2 separate regions of the Bicyclus anynana genome follow, and region 1 is linked to region 2. The links are chromatin contacts, called in public Hi-C maps. All regions are on one chromosome and are shown on one strand. Each heading gives the region's core, a stretch centred on a gene start, on an enhancer-like site or on the middle of the called end of the contact. The rest is flanking DNA. Distances are from core to core; before and after follow the strand shown.

What was found. Hi-C and Micro-C count contacts between places; a contact is called where the count stands out from the background.
Region 1: a contact with region 2 is called in a Hi-C map of whole body, with 1.9 times the contacts expected there. The contact joins two enhancer-like sites. A contact is called at or near these places in 2 of 2 Hi-C or Micro-C datasets (whole body and whole larva).

The regions. Positions count from the first base shown.
Region 1 is chr9:4,463,993-4,469,124 of ilBicAnyn1.1, reverse strand. The region is part of intron 1 of LOC112047276 (shootin-1); the gene reads left to right. Among protein-coding and RNA genes, the nearest start is that of LOC112047276, 9.8 kb to the left of the region's middle. Within about 2 kb of position 3,849, at least 3 of the 8 cell types and tissues checked have open chromatin away from gene starts, as enhancers often do.
Region 2 is chr9:4,373,350-4,378,434 of ilBicAnyn1.1, reverse strand. It overlaps LOC112047276 (shootin-1), which reads left to right. Exons shown (of 6, transcript XM_024084343.2): 3 at 5-703. Among protein-coding and RNA genes, the nearest start is that of LOC112044588, 52 kb to the right of the region's middle. Within about 2 kb of position 3,209, at least 1 of the 8 cell types and tissues checked has open chromatin away from gene starts, as enhancers often do.

The DNA of each region.
Region 1 (5,132 bases), core at 2,600-5,099, 90 kb before region 2:
TATTAATTATTAATAAAAGAAGACATCGATTTTGATTCTTTTTTATTTGTATACAAAGCTTATTTTAGACAGAGTCTTCTGTGTGTAGCTGTGCACGATAAATATTGTCAATCCGAAAATATATTTATTTTTGTTATGATGAAAAGAACTTTAGTCTTCCAGCTTAAATATTATTGATTGTCAGATGCAAGGTTTTTTTTTATTTTACAAACGATAAAGATATCAATTAACCAACATAAGTACTTATAACGTGAAAGTCTTGCAAAATAACTTACATCATCATGTGGTCGATTGAGTGTACTTTTTCTACCATGTTAAGTTGAACATTATGTTTTATTAGATGACTGTCATATATTACAAGTATCACACTCCGTATATGGATCGTAAATATGTAGTTTACGCAATGGTTATGAAATATATATCTAAAAAGCATTATATATTTACTGCAGAACCTTTTTATTACTATATTCATATGGTTTATTTTCGAAACATTTCACTGCTTTATATTATTATTTGCGTCGACTAGTGACAAGGGCTTGCTTATTTTTTGCGCAATGAATCAGCCTGATTGGTCAACGAAGAAATGCAGAAATGCAACTTTTTCTTGTCACTATTCCACTTGGGCATGATTTGTAATAGATACATGTTTGGCTGGTGGGAGGCTTTCGCCGTGGCTAGTTACCACCCTACCGACAAAGACGTACCGCCAAGCGATTTAGCGTTCCGGTACGAAGTCGTGTAGAAACCGAAAGGGGTGTGGATTATCATCCTCCTCCTAACTAGTTAGTCCGCTTCCATCTTAGATTGCACCATCACTTACCATTAGATGAGATTGTAATCAAGGGCTAACTTGTAAGAAATACAAATACACGTATTGGGATAAGTTAGCTCTTTAGTTTAATAAATTATATAAAATTTATTGATAACAAGATGAATCAAAAACCTTTCCCAAAAATTTATGCACACAATTTGTAAACATATGAGTATATACGGGTCGAATACACAAACTTCTTTTTTAAAGGGGTTAAAATACAAATATAATACTATTTTTAAGAAATTTTATTTACAAGAATTTTGAGAAATTATATATCACGTACTCAAACGGTGAAGGGCAAACATCGTGCATTAAGTACCTACCTGAGAAATTTCTAAATTCCTACGTGTGTGAAGATCAGCATTGAGCCAGTATGTGGACTATTCGCCTAAACCCTCTCATTCCGAGACGAGACTCGTGCTCAACAGTGAGCCGAATATGGGTTGTTAATTATTATTACCAATGGCGTGCATAAGATTGTCTATCAGGTTATGCACTAGTAATAAAATTAAGCGTATTTCCAAACTGGAAAAATCTTTATTTAATAAGCTCTAAGAAGACAACTCTTAGAGTATGCAGTACTTTAATGCATGTATGGAGTGCACGCCACTGGTTATTACCTAGTTTTTTTTTTATATTTGATTGAAATCTGTAATTATAATCTTGTTTTCCTTAATCCTAACGGATGCACGTATCTACTTTTGTACTAAGAACAGATCTAAACAAGGCAACTAACGGATAGCAACCTTCGGTTAGCAATGCAGGGCTATATCGATGCTAAGGGCACATTGATGATTGCCAACGTTGCTATGCAGCCAAAGAATCATTATTAATTATGCACTTGCATCTAAAATTTGAACCTAGTTCATATAACCCGTTTAAATTGAGAAGTTTCACACTCATACACATACATACATAGCTTTAATATGCATTTCTAATTTAGATGCATAATATCAATGGCGTATAAACGATGGTTTCCTTTAGACAGTGGTTAGTAATTTTGATCAGCCCCTGCATTCTGTAAAGTTACAGCGATGTGACATCGCTCATTTCCATGGCAACTTCTTTGTTATAGCTTGGTAAGTTCGTTGATGACACACCCATGATATGCGGGCGACGGGGGGAAAGGGCTGAGCGGGTGCGAAGTCGTGCGCGCGGTGCATCGCTACCCCCCTCCCGGCCCGCGCGGACCATCGGGAGTGTTTCGAACAAATTTGCCAAGCTATAGTGAAGTTTTATTTTTGACATCCCATAGAATTAAAGTTCAAACTTGTTATGGGCGAATACTACATCGACGAGTATGAAATAGCGTAATCACACCACAGTTAGTAATAAACAAATAGTGAATAAGAAACCATGTAACTTGAGAATTGTTAACAATAGGTAGTTAGCTCGTGTATATGTACTTTTGTAGGTAAATGAATTTGCCTGCTGATCACAAATCAAAAACCATCGCATATCTATTTATATTATTCTAGAGGACGCCCGCGACTTCGTCCATTTGGAATTTAGTTTTTCACAAATCTCTCGGGAACCATGGATTTTTCTGGGATATAAAGTAGCCTATGTGTTAATCCATGCTATAATATAATCTCGGGAAACCATGGATTTTTTCGGGATAAAAAGTAGCCTATGTGTTAATCCAGAGTAAAATTCATTTCCATTCCAAATTTTAGCCAAATCGCTTCAGTAGCAGCGGCGTTAAAGAGTAACAAACATCCAAACATACATCCAAACATCCATACAAACTTTCGCGTTTATAGTAGGATTAGGAGGATACATACATCGTCATAGAAGACAAATTCAATAGAGACTTGACATGTTGTCCTCTGCCCATCGTATAGACAGGTGTTAAACCAATTTGTATGGTAAATAGTGTTTTTCTGTATGTAATGCACGTCATTGCGTGTGGGCTTAAATCACAGGACATACACATGAATGTAAAAGAGTACAGGTTTCATATAGGTAATTTGTCACTTTCTCTAGTATCTACATATTGCCCGACTGCATAGGAAAGTGTACTATATTTTCTTTCTAACAAGGCAGTGAAATTTAGTGTCAAGTAGAATTCTTTGCAAAAATTATTTATTTTAAATATTGATGAACAATATCTTATATCATGCAATATTCTTCTTTTAAAGATATTTAAGTATTTGTTTGTTATTCTTTTCAAGTTAGCCCTTGACTACAATCTCACCTGATGGTAAGTGATGATGCGATCTAAGATGGAAGCAGGCTAACTTGTTAGGATTAGGATAAAAATCCACACCCCTTTCGCTTTCTACACGACTTCGTACAAATACTAAATCGCTTGGCGGTACGTCTTTACCGGAAGGGTAAACTAGCCACGGCCTCCCACCAGCCAAAACCTTAAAAGATCTACAAAAGAAGCCCGCGATTGCACATATCAATTTTATAAATATAACTTACATCTATTTTATTTTCTAATGATATACCCACATGCCTGCAGCGCTGTCGACATGACGTATGATGAAACTCATCGTGTGTTAGTCGTGATGTGCATGATGGCTCGACTTGAAGCAAAAGTCGCGTTGTATAAAGAATCGTATGTGGATAGCATCAATTTAATTGTGGGTGACGTCACGGGCGTCCGCTAGTTTGAGCTATGAAAAGATCATCATCATCATGTCACTCGATGGACGTCCACTGCAGGACATAGACCTTTTGTAGGGACTACCAAACATCACGATACTGAGCCACTTGCATCCAGCGAATCCCTGCGACTCGCTTGATGTCGTCAGTCAGTCACCTGGTGGGTGAAAAGATAAAGTAAAATAAAGATAGAAAGTACCTACGTAAATACGTATTCAATTCTTTACTTCATCCGCTTCATTCGTACGCACTTATTGCTTACAGCTCTATGTACTTACTAACGTCTTACATCATCCGTGAGACAATTTCATGTTACATTTGCGATGTATAATAACTGTAATGACATCTATTAGTGTGTAGTGTATAGAATCGTCCGATATGCCACACTTCCCCGTTTCTTCTGTTTTCTAACCGCAGAACACTGTGTCGTCAGTGCATTGACGTCCGTTTGAGGTTGACGGTAACTACATCCTTGTTATAATAGATGTCGCGATGTATTTGTGTACTAGCGAACGCCGGCGGCTTCGTCCGCGTGGGTACCCCTTACAAAAGGCAACCCTAATAGTTAAACATACCATTGCGTAAACTTCATATTTACGATCCATATACTTATGGAGTTAGCCAGGGATCCCTGACTAACAGGCAGTTTCTTCATGTAAAGCTAAAGTAACAGTAAAAGTAGTAAGTAGTAAAGAAGACATTATTGTTCAGTGAATAAGACCGTCACTTTTGATTTATGACGTTACTTTGAGTGTTACTTGCGATGAAGAAACTGGCCGTAAGTGTGATTCTTGTGCGTATATTACAATTCGCGGATTTTTATTACTGTTAAAAGGGAAACAATTCCGTCATCTTCATTCGATTATAAAGCGCACGCAACCCAAAACTCAACAAATATTATTTCCCGTTTAGCCACGTTTCATTGATATTCAGGTCCTATTTTTCGTAGCGCTAGTTTTATTTTATACTAGCGGACGCCCGCGACTTCGTCCGCCCTTAGACCTCTTTAATTAAGCCCTACCTACCTACTAACTATAAACTACCTCCCTGCCAATTTTCAGCTTTGAACATCAAGCAGCTTCGAGATTTCGTGATGAATGACCTTTGACATTTATATATTAAGATTGTGAAAAATTTCATGAAAAAAATTAATGTGATTTAAGAAATTTTAAAATTCATCCTTTTAACGGGGTTCGGGGTTCGGGTTTTCTATTCTACTATATTCTATTCTTTTCTATCATATTTTATTTGATCTTTTCTATTATATTTTACTTGACTTTACATAAAAACTTTCAACCCCTATTTCAACCCCCTTTTTTTTATATTAAGGATAAAAAGTAGCCTATATTCTGCTCTGGGACCTTCCCATTTATCTTCAAATTCATTTTGATCGGTTCAGCCGTTTAGCGGACAGACAGACTTACTTTCGCATGTATATTATTAGTGTGGATAGCCATATAATACCTACTCGTAAATAAACTGATTTACCTCCCATATTTAGGCTATTCAATTTACAAACAAGCATTAATTATATACTCCTATTAAAATGTATACCGCCAGTATGGCATTCGAACTATATGAGGTAATTGGATTCGCTTGAGGGATGGTCTCGGGTCACATGTCTCGCTAATTGCCTTCCAATTAGTTTCCAAAATTAACTCGCTACATGATATGACATGACATCTATAACTAATAGAATACAGGA
Region 2 (5,085 bases), core at 1,960-4,459:
TCAGGAACTCCAGAATGAAGTCGGGGCATTGCTCGAGTTTCGCGACCTCGTCATCGAGACATTCCCGAACCTGCGCTCCAAAATGGCGCCGTCCACGCCGGCCAGCGACACGCGCCGCGACTGGGAGCCCGGCGTGCGGGTGCGCCGCAAGCTGGCGGGCGGCGGCGGGGACGCGGCGCGCACCAAGCCCCAGCCCTCCGTGCAAGACTCGGGTTTCAGCACGGAGACCTCCTGCGGCAAGGACGCTCATTCCTCCGCCTCCGCGTCGACATCGGCCACTCGGCCTAGACCCCTCGAAGACGAGCTGTGGGCGCTCCTCGACGTCATCCAACGAAAAGGCGTACGACTACGCGACGAAGCGGAGCTTTTGCGGGGAGAACTCGACGAAAGGCAGTCGGAAACGGCGGAGGAGTCCTTTGCGAGAGCGTTGTCCACCGGCTGTGGGGACTGTACTGACCTCGTGCGGTTGCGGAGCGAAAGAGACGCATTGCTCGCCCGCGCTGCTCAGTTGGAGGCGGCTGCGGCTGCCACACCGACCCCTCCACCCTCGACCCCGCTGGGGAGGCTCGACACCGCGTTGGACACGCCGGTGCGGCCGCCGCGCGTCTCCTCTCCCGACTCCAAGAAGTTCGCTGCGATTCTCCTCGAGAGCAATCCCGTCGAGCTTCAACGACAACTACTTATTTCCACCGTTCAGAATCAGGTTGGTGTTCTTTTTTCTCCTCCAACTATTCGCAAAAGAATTTTAGGAGTGCGTACGACAAAAGTCCAGCGGGCGGGGATGGAACCACTATATCTATCGACTGTCGATGATAAGTCCGGCCCCTTTACCGTTAAGCTACTGAGACTTCTAATTGTCTCTTACTTTGTTCTTATTTACTGTGGTCTATTGAATAGGCATCTAAATTAATAACCTTTCGGTTTAGCTGTATCACAGACTACTAAAGTCATTTTCTGTGGATTTCCACGTTTTTTCCATTGAAGTTTAATAACTCAACTGAGTTCTAATAACTGAACTGCTGAATACCGTAATTATTTAAAGTACCCACAATTATCGTTATGAATGCATATATTTCAGAATGGAACGCAATTGTCTACATCTGTGTGCCTATTCCTGGTTATTGATTAATAGTTCAACGTTTTTGTCAGTATTCTTACTGCGTGACCTGCGTTAAGTCGACATTCGCTATGTAAAATAGGTTTTTGCAATTTTTGCATCTATAAATAGTAAATGTGTTACTACTGTAATTTTTTATTGCTTTAAAGAGTAAAGTAACAATTAAGAAATATGTTGTTGATTGCTAATGCTTTATATTATAATTGTTATCGCCGTTTAGTGTTGGAAATAGTAGTCTGTGACGGATATGACGTCGCTCGATCTCGTGTTGGCTTCAGTGTGCACGTGGCGTTCGAGCCGTCCACATCTCTTGTTGTGAAATTCTTTATGGGTTACTTGGGATACGCGGGGAGAGTGACTTGAGTGGAAAAGGGGAGTGTTTGTATACAGTCAAAGGCGCCTTTAACCCTACACACATCGTTCGCAAGTACGTGACTTCACTCAAGGTCATTCTCTGCCATTCTAGGCTCTTTTTTTGGTTACAGTTTGATTTGCTAATTAAGTTGTCCTGACAAGTGTTGTGAATCATAACCTTTGTTCGACATTAGTTTTCTTATATTTGTAATCACCTTTTGAGTCCTATAATATAATATATTTAGAAATCAATATTGTTACAAGAAAAAAGGGGTAGATAGATAATCAATGATGTGTAGAAGAAAAAGGAGGTAGGTAGATAATCAATGATGTTAGAAAAAAAGGGGTAGATAGGTTATACGCGGACCGCAAGTGGCACGTTAAAACTGTGCTAATTAGCAAACCTAAGCTCAGTCGCAGCACTGTCATAGCTCCGCTTAAATAAATTTTGTGTGCCAGTTGTAAACATCGAATGTGGTTTATGTAACCTATCTACCTGTTTTTTTTCTTCTAACATCATTGTTTCGAAATACATAACTTATTCATTTATTCATTTATATGATTACTTTTACAAAGTTTGTCACTAATGTATTCTGCGTCGTTTGGTTGTCTGCTAACTACCCACTTGGTTAAGTTGTCATTATTATTATGCAATAGGTACTTACGGTAATTTCGGTTGTTTCGCAAGTCACCGTTTATTGCGGTAATGAAAATTTATTTCGTGTCTCAAAAGCTGTCTGTATACGGTAATGATTAGTCACCGACGATAGGTGAAAAGGAATTGCACAATTTTATCGTTTATCGACTTTCTCCGTTTTAGCCCGCGGTGGATCCGCTATAGATCGATCTCTAGTGAACTAAAAAAACACTGCATCATTCCAATGTTATGTTAAACATGACGTTTATTTGATCTTCAACTCGTTATTGAGAGTTGTTTGTTTTGTTGGGCCGCAAGTAATAATTTTGCGGACACATCACCGAATGGAATTCGTTGGTTTGTCAGGTAATTCAGAAAACATTTTTACGTTACTGCTTAGCGATTGTAACGACACGGAAGTTTTAAATAAACAGCGTGATAATTGGTTTAATTGATTAGAAATAATGCGTTTACAGAAATTACCAAAATGTTTTGTTTTACACTTTTTTAGAGGCACTTTGTTTGGTCTAATAAATAAATCAATGTTTTATCATATTTATCTTAGCAAGTGCGGATAATTAGTTCTAGCTTCACTAACTATAACTCAACGTCATCCCATAAGTACTAGGTATCTATAGTTACTTCAAGGCTTGGTTCAAAGAAAAAGGAAAATGCATGACCATGCCTTTTGGCTGCCAATCATACCGTTTACTAAATGCGCGCTTAACACATTAAGACCCGAGTTCACTTTCATTTAAACGACGTTTACACGACGTAAACGTGACGATGACGTCCTTAACCGGCATATGGGCTGTGGTGAATAGAAAATTTGGACTAAACGGCGTATAACTTATTTAAACTGTTTAAACGAATGTCGGTGAACTCGAACCTCAACGGATTTCTTTTGTCAATAAGCATTTTCCGTGGGACATGAATTGACCTTAAATATAGGGAAAATTTGATTACGCACATAAATTGTGTCCAAAGTATGCCTGGCCTTAACGGACAGTCCGATAATTATCTAAGTAGGCATATTATGTATCCACAGTAAACTGGCGGTAACGCTAACTACCTTTGTAACTCAGTTTAATTGCGGAACAAGTGAAGTAACACCGCTGCGTGCAATTATTGTCGCCGACAAAGCTGTTGTGTGCCACTAACGAGGCCCCAGGTGACGTAACGCTAATTTTGGCTAAATTTTCGGACAACAAAGCTAATGTAGTGTTACCGGAACAAAATGAGACAACAGTTGTAGTAGAACTTATTTGATTCAGTTCGAGTTTAAGGTCTCCCTATGCGGAAACTGTTAGGGCATGGGTGCTGAAGTCTTCGAATACCAGTCTACTTAGATTATAACTTGGAAGTTCCTAGACCACAAATGTCCATAAAACGGCCTAAAAAGATGGCTTATCGGTAGGTCTTTTTATCGTCATTAATAACCCATATTCGGCTCACTGTTGAGCACGAGTCTCCTTTCATGATTTAGGCCTTAGTCCACCGCGCTGGCCAAATGCGGATCGCCAGACTTCACACACGTAGAAAATTAAGAAAATTATATGTAGGTTTCCTCACGATGTTTTTCCTTCACCGTTTGAAACACGTGTTAATTAATTTCTTAAAATGCACATAACTAATTAGTTAGATGGGGATGCCCCGGAACGAATTCGAATCTACGCCCTCCGAATCGAAGGCAGAGGTCATATCCACTGGGTTATCACGTCTCTGGTCTTCTTATAGCTACAATTAATTCGTAAATATCAAAATTATATTCCTAAATAATTATACAGTCAAAGTCAAAATGGCAACCCACTGCTATACTAATAGCATTAACAACTGAGTCTTAGGGCCATAAATCATTTCTCTATATCTATCTCGCTTGCACTTATGGGTCTTATGGAGCCGTCTAGTGAAGGGTGTAACAATGAAAGACATATTATCGATAAGTAAAGTTTATTATCGTATCTTGTTCACAAAATTAAAAAAATTAACAATATTTGATTTAATATAATACATATTTCATATTATATAATTATTAACTAAATAAAATTAATCTTCATCTGAGTCTTCATCATCAGAATCTTCGTCTTCTGCCAAATTTATTATATATTAGTATCCATAGTGCGCAACGAGTAACACATGAATGTATTTATTTAATTGCAGTAAACACATTTATAGCAAAAAAAATACGCAATGCAATTACATTAGAAACCGACCAATCAGAATCGTCCAAATCATTATTGACTCATCATTAGCACGTGCGCAGGTAGCCGTTTATCGATAATTAGGGTGCGCAGGTAGGCGCGCTGCACATTCCTATCTTTTTTGACTTTTATGACCGGACGACTCAGATGATAATGCGCATACTATAGATGTAGCTACTCGTATAAGAACTGCATCAGTTCGATAATCTGTCTGTCCTATTTATCCACATTTCTAATAAAGTACCTAGGTATATGCCGGTTTTTCTACAGTTTGTCATTACCGAATCCATAGTCAACTAGCAAAATACCTTCTGCGATGTAGACGTCAATGCGTCAAGAAGATACCTTATTTAGTATTTATTAATAACCTGCGTGTTCTGTAATCAATTTCGAAACTCAAGGTTTCCTGTCGATGCCCTTTCAATGAATACGTGCTTTGCATAATAGTTACATGTATCATCATTGGGAGGTCACTCGGATCAATATTAGAATTAATAATATGCTAAGCATGTTAATTCTAATATTGAACCGACTGACGTAATTTAGAATGTGAACTACGCGAGTAAAACTGCGGGGCGGCAGCTAGTTCGGCCTTACATTACGGGCAGGTCATCTCCTCCCAGATGATAAATCTTGGGCCTCGAGGCTTAACCTCCTTGCTCGGGTAAGTCGCGGGGATCTTGCTCCCCTGTTCGTTTTCTCCCAGCCCCTTTCGGAACTGAGGCCCTTCGGTCTAAGGGTGCAGTGGATGTCAATTAAAGTGCCCCGCGCGGACT